2 separate regions of the Pan troglodytes genome follow, and region 1 is linked to region 2. A link is a contact called in public Hi-C data. All regions are on one chromosome and are shown on one strand. Each heading gives the region's core, a stretch centred on a gene start, on an enhancer-like site or on the middle of the called end of the contact. The rest is flanking DNA. Distances are from core to core; before and after follow the strand shown.

Region 1 (2,700 bases), core at 5-2,504, 150 kb after region 2:
TTAGTTTTCTTCTCTCGGAAGAAAACCAATATTTTCCAGAGGATTTCATGGTTCCAGAAGTACTACTTCTAAAGCCTGCTTCTCTCTGCAGAGCTGCGAATATCTTTTCAGATAAGAAATTCTGCATTCCATTTATCTTCAGGATGTATCCTTTGATAAGATTTCAACAGATTAATGAGCAACTGAACTGCCATATTTTGAAGTGGGAGAACAGTTTGCCTGAGTCAGGTATCCATCCCTTTAGGTTCTCGATTGGCCCTGGGCCCACGGTGAGTGAGCTCTCTTTGCTTGGTGCATCATCGCTCCACCTAGTTCAAGTTCTGGCGGCTTCCTGATTTTGATTCTCTTGGGAAATGAGGCCTGCTTTAGCCTGAGGCTGGCTCAGGAAGGCAACCTTTCACCTACTTAAGGAAAAGTTCACAGGCAAACTAAACAATATGTTGGGTTAAAAAAAGAGACCAATCCTACTAGTACTGGGTGAGTGAAAATCTTCTCTCTTACAGTACATGTAGTTAGTTCTACTACCTGCACTGGATGCTTTCTTTCTTATCCTTGTTTAGTGTCTAAAACGAGAAACAATGGCAAACTCCTTAAAATACAGAACCACTGTGGATTCCTAAGAACGTTCAAAAACAATAATTTGGAGTAAACTTTATTTTTTGAAAAGAAATAGCAAATTTGCATGGTGAGTGCATTTAGAGGAAAACGGGTTATATGCTAGGTCAAGTGAGGCCAAAACAAGAGAAATGATAATGGATAAGCTTTGAGTTTTTGAGGCTCTTCTTGCCCCAGGCAGTTCCAAAAGCCATTTTATTTGGCAGGATTTGACAGCAATTTCTGCAAGAACGGGATAACTAATCCAGTTAAAAACGAAAAAGAATATGCATACTATTTCATAATTTATATTGAAATTTATACATTACAGCAATAATTGTGCGACTGTAATTTTTTTTTTTTTTTTTGGTGGGGGGGTGTTTTTTCCTGGAGGGACGGAGCTCCTGCAGACCCTATTGGGCTAGCCGCTCCTCCCACGTCGCTGCCGCAGATCCCCGCTCCCCTCCCCCACCCGCGGTCCGTCCCTCCTGGTCGACCCCATTCCCGCCCCCGCCCCCGCCCCGCGCAGACTGCAGCCAGGTCCGGTCCGCGGCGGCTCCGCGGAATGACCCGTAGTAACCTCGCCCCGCCCCGGGCCGCCAGCGCCGCGCTCCCCGGCCCGAATTCGATAGGCCCAGCCCCGCACGCGCCACCGCTCGCGGGCCAATGGGCGGCAGCCTCTCTGCATAGGCAACGAGTGCGGGCCGGGGGTGAGCGTCCCAGGCGGTTCCGCTCAACAGACGCTGCTGTGGCGGCGCCGGGCTGCGACACTGCAGTTGTCGACGCGGCCGGGGCCGGGACGAGGAGGCGTTGGACGGGGTCGCAGACGTTCGTCCCCTCGCATTGCGGCCCCGACAGCTGCGCCAGGAACCCCGGGCGGCGGCGCGGGGCGTGAACGCTCTGGGGCTCAGCCAGGCCTGCGCGGCCCCGAGGCCGGAGGAACCCGGACTCCGGCGTAGCGGTGAGTGCGGCGTGGGTTGTGGGAGCGGCGGAAGCCGGTTGGCGGCGCGGCCTCCGCGTGTGGTTCGGCTGGGCCCGAGGGGCGCCCCAGCCTCGGGGCCTGGGACCCTGTTGTCGGCGCCGCACCTGACCGCTGGGTGTGCGCCCGGGCGGCCCGCGGCACCAGGAGCAGCGGCGAGCAGGGTGGGAGGCGGCCCGTTGGGGTCCGGGAAGCGGCTGACGTGGGGCCTCGGCCCTGAGCCCACGCGTGCCGGGAGCTGCAGCGCGAACGGCGTGGGGCGGCGCTGACCAGGCAGGGAGGATGCACTGCGTGCTTCCCGGCGCTGTGGGGCGGGGTGGGGGGGCCAGCCGCTTGAATTAAGGGGGCTCTGCCGCGGCCCCAGCAGTGCGGTGTCCGTGGAAGGAGACTCAGCCTTGCGATTTCGGAAAACCCTTGTTTGGCGGGGCGGGAGGGGCTGTTGCTGCGTGGGGTGAGAAGAAACTAGGTGCGTGAGGTGGGTCGACCTTGGTGATTGGTTCTGGGCACTATCGTGGTGGTGGGACTGGGATTAAGACTGATGTTTGGGGTTTGAGAGTTGCAGCTTTGCTTTTCCCCAAGTGCGTTTTAATCATATACTGTTGATGGGTTGGGTAACTCGGGGACTGCTTACTACCAGCAGTCCTGTTGGGTAGGTGTTATCAGGCTCGTTTCACAGATGAGGAGCCCGAGGCACAGGTTTTCAAATGGTTTTCGCAGGAAGTCTGATACTAGAAAGTGTGCTCTTAAGCTGTTGTGTAAAAGATCCCTCGAAAATGAAAAGGCTGGAGGAATGTCTTTAAAATTATATGGAAGCTAGAAAGGCAGTAGGCTTTGTGAACGAAATTATAGCTGAAAAGAATGACAAATAGCTGACATTTATTGAGCTTTTATTACATGCCACGCACTGTTCGGAGAGCTTTATGTACAGTGTCTTCACACTGTTAACAGTCCTCTGGGGTGGGGGTTATTCCCATTTTACAGCGGGAGAAACTGCAGATTGGACGAATTAGCTTGCCTCAGATCTCAGCTAGTAAGAAGCTGGGATTCAGACAGGCCTGTGTAAATCCAGAGCTCTGAAATCTAAGCACTATATTTTGCTGCCTCTCCTTGGTGGCTGGCTGAATAGT
Region 2 (2,788 bases), core at 12-2,511:
TGCATTTTCAACCCTTGGCATCAGTAGCAGCATCCGACCAGCAGGTGGCGCAGCGAGTGCAAGAGCCAAAACCATGGGAATTTTTGTATTTTCTAAAAATCAGAGACAAGTGAGATGTTATATAAATACCTTTTAAAATATGTATAGAAGTTGCCAGATTTGTTTTTAATTAGTGTATTTGGAAAAACACAAATGCATTCTCATTTGTAGAAAATTTATATAATACAGTTAGAGTGAAATTTCCCCATCCCTACTTCCTTACCAAAAAGGAACTTTTATGTTTCTCTCTCTTTCCGGACTTTTTTCCATGCACTAAAAACGTATAATACTTCTAGGAATATAAACATTTTTTCCAAAAATGGATCATACTGTATTATTTTACAAATTATTTTTCCACTTAATACATTTTAGACATCTGTGTGTATTTGTGTGTGTATGTGTACACATATTTATATTATTTCATTGTTTAAAAATTTCTGCCTAGGATTCTATTGAATGACTATTACATGGTTTATTTAACAGTTTCTCTATTGAGACGTTAGCTGTTTTTCAGTTACCCGCTATTACAAACAATGGAATCCACGTCATTTATGTGTATTTCTCTAATACAGATACTTAGCTGTGAAGATATGTATTTTTTAATTGTTTAGAAAGACACTCAAAAGAGGCAGACTGGGCCTGGCCAGTAGCTCACCCTTGTAATTCCAGCTTGAGGTCAGGAGTTCAAGACCAGCCTGGCCAACATGGCAAAACCTCGTCTCTACTGAAAATACAAAAAAAAAAAATTAGCCGGGCATGGTGGTGGGAGCCTGTAATCCCAGCTACTCAGTGGGAGGTTAAGGCAAGAGAATCGCTTGAACTCGGGAGGCGGAGTTCGCAGTGAGCTGAGACTGTGCCACTGCACTCCAGCCTGGGTGACAGAGTAAGACTCTGTCTCAAAAAGAAGAGTCAGACTAGAGGACTGCCACGTGACATGAGGATTCACAGTCAGTAATAATCAGGGCACTGTGGTCTGGCTGTCAACTGTTCCAGAGGGAGGAAGCTGGTGACGTGGACACACAGCTATGTCCACTCACCTCCCAGCTGCAGTCAGCACAGTAGCTCATTTGACTCAAAGTCAAAACCACCAGGGTCCCGACAATCCAGTGTCTGCTGAGGAGGAAAGTTCTTTATTTGTTATCAGATGGAGTGGTGTGACCACTGCAGGCAGCCAGTGAAATGAAACAAGGATTGGAGTGAGCAGGCTGGAGGGATTCTGATTGGCAGTTGTGTTCACAGCTGTGCATTAGGGGCGGCGGTCTGTGGTGGAGCGGTTTTAGTTCCTCACGTATGATGTATTCCCTGTTTTTGCAGTTGGCCGCCCGATCCCTGTTCGTCAGACTCTGAACCCGACCCAGGAGCAGATTGAGGAGTTACATCAGACCTATATGGAGGAACTTAGGAAATTGTTTGAGGAGCACAAAGGAAAGTATGGCATTCCAGAGCACGAGACTCTTGTTTTAAAATGACTTGACTATAAAAAAAAAATTTTAAATAAAAATAAATGACTTGGCTGTAATAAGGCATAAAGAAGGATAACAGACCATCCTATTGTGAGAATAAATATTTTAAAGACGTTTATTTTTTTTCTTTTGACTGTGGCATCAAATTTGCAACAGAAAAGTATTATTTATGGCGATGAATGTTGGTGTATCTGTGGTAAATAAAAACACAGATGACTGTAGGATAAGGTTGGAGATGACTATAAGACATCTAATAATTTTCCTTGCCTATGAAGGCAAAATCATTTTACAGGTTATGAACAAGTTTAGAATTATTCTTGTGCTCTGAAAAACAAAAGAAAGCTTCAAAAAGTAATTACACCCGGCCGGGCACAGTGGCTCACGCCTGTAATCCCAGCATTTTGGGAGGCCGAGACAGGTAGATCACTTGAGGTCAGGAGTTTGAGACCAGCCTGGCCAACATGGTGAAACCCCGTCTCTACTAAAAATACAAAAATTAGCTGGGCATTGTGGTGGGCACCTGTAATCCCGGCTACAAGGGAGGCTGAGGAAGGAGAATCACTTGAACCTGGGAGGTGGAGGTTGCAATGAGCCGGGATCGCACCATTGCACTCCAACCTGGGAGACAGAGTGAGACTCTGTCTCAAAACAATAATAATAATAATAATAATAATAATAATAATTAGACCCTCTTACTAAACATCACAATAACTTAAGGTGGTGTTTTCACAAAGTGTGACAACTGTTGTTCAGCACAGCCAGCCCATTTGGGAGACACTGTGTAAAATAGTTTGCCATATACAGCAAGAGGAAATATTTTTTTCTGCTTGAACATGACATTTGTTAGTGAATAAAGATACTTTTAATATTTAGATAGTTTGAGCCTTTGGTCATATCAACAACAAATTTTTAAACAAAAGTGCAGGATTTTTTGCCATTTTCAAAATGGGTTGAATCTGTCATACGAAAACTCATGTGGACAGGAGAATGGCTCCTCATTTCTCTATTCATGCTTAGAATCATGCTCCTTTGCTGTAGAGAGGGAAATCTATTCGGAAGATAGGCTTTTGCACATGATTCAGGACTAGAAATTCTGGAAATTCCATACCAGGAAATTCCAAAAAGTTTTCATGCTAAGAGAAATGGTTTTAATTTGCTTCCTGAATGGCCTTTTCATTATAAAATAATCTCTAAAAGAAAGTGCCGGCTGGGCGTGGTGGCTCATGCCTGTAATCTCAGCACTTTGGGAGGCTGAGGCGGGTGGATCACCTGAGGTCAGGAGTTCG

What was found. A called contact is a pair of places that touch in the nucleus more often than the background predicts.
Region 1: a contact with region 2 is called in a Hi-C map of stem cell-derived neural progenitor cells, with 4 times the contacts expected there. The contact joins the promoter of ACSL3 here to the enhancer-like site in region 2. A contact is called at or near these places in 1 of 7 Hi-C or Micro-C datasets (stem cell-derived neural progenitor cells) and 1 of 1 datasets of contacts at active chromatin or transcription factors (stem cell-derived excitatory neurons).

What each region holds. Positions count from the first base shown.
Region 1 is chr13:125,107,815-125,110,514 of NHGRI_mPanTro3-v2.0_pri, forward strand. It overlaps ACSL3 (acyl-CoA synthetase long chain family member 3), which reads left to right and starts at 1,255. Exons shown (of 16, transcript XM_001166550.7): 1 at 1,255-1,555.
Region 2 is chr13:124,958,365-124,961,152 of NHGRI_mPanTro3-v2.0_pri, forward strand. It overlaps MOGAT1 (monoacylglycerol O-acyltransferase 1), which reads left to right. Exons shown (of 6, transcript XM_526044.6): 6 at 1,354-2,788. The coding sequence ends at 1,508. Among named protein-coding and RNA genes, the nearest start is that of MOGAT1, 38 kb to the left of the region's middle. Within about 2 kb of position 1,262, at least 13 of the 24 cell types and tissues checked have an H3K27ac peak or open chromatin away from gene starts, as enhancers often do. A contact at or near this core is called in stem cell-derived neural progenitor cells, where this site is marked.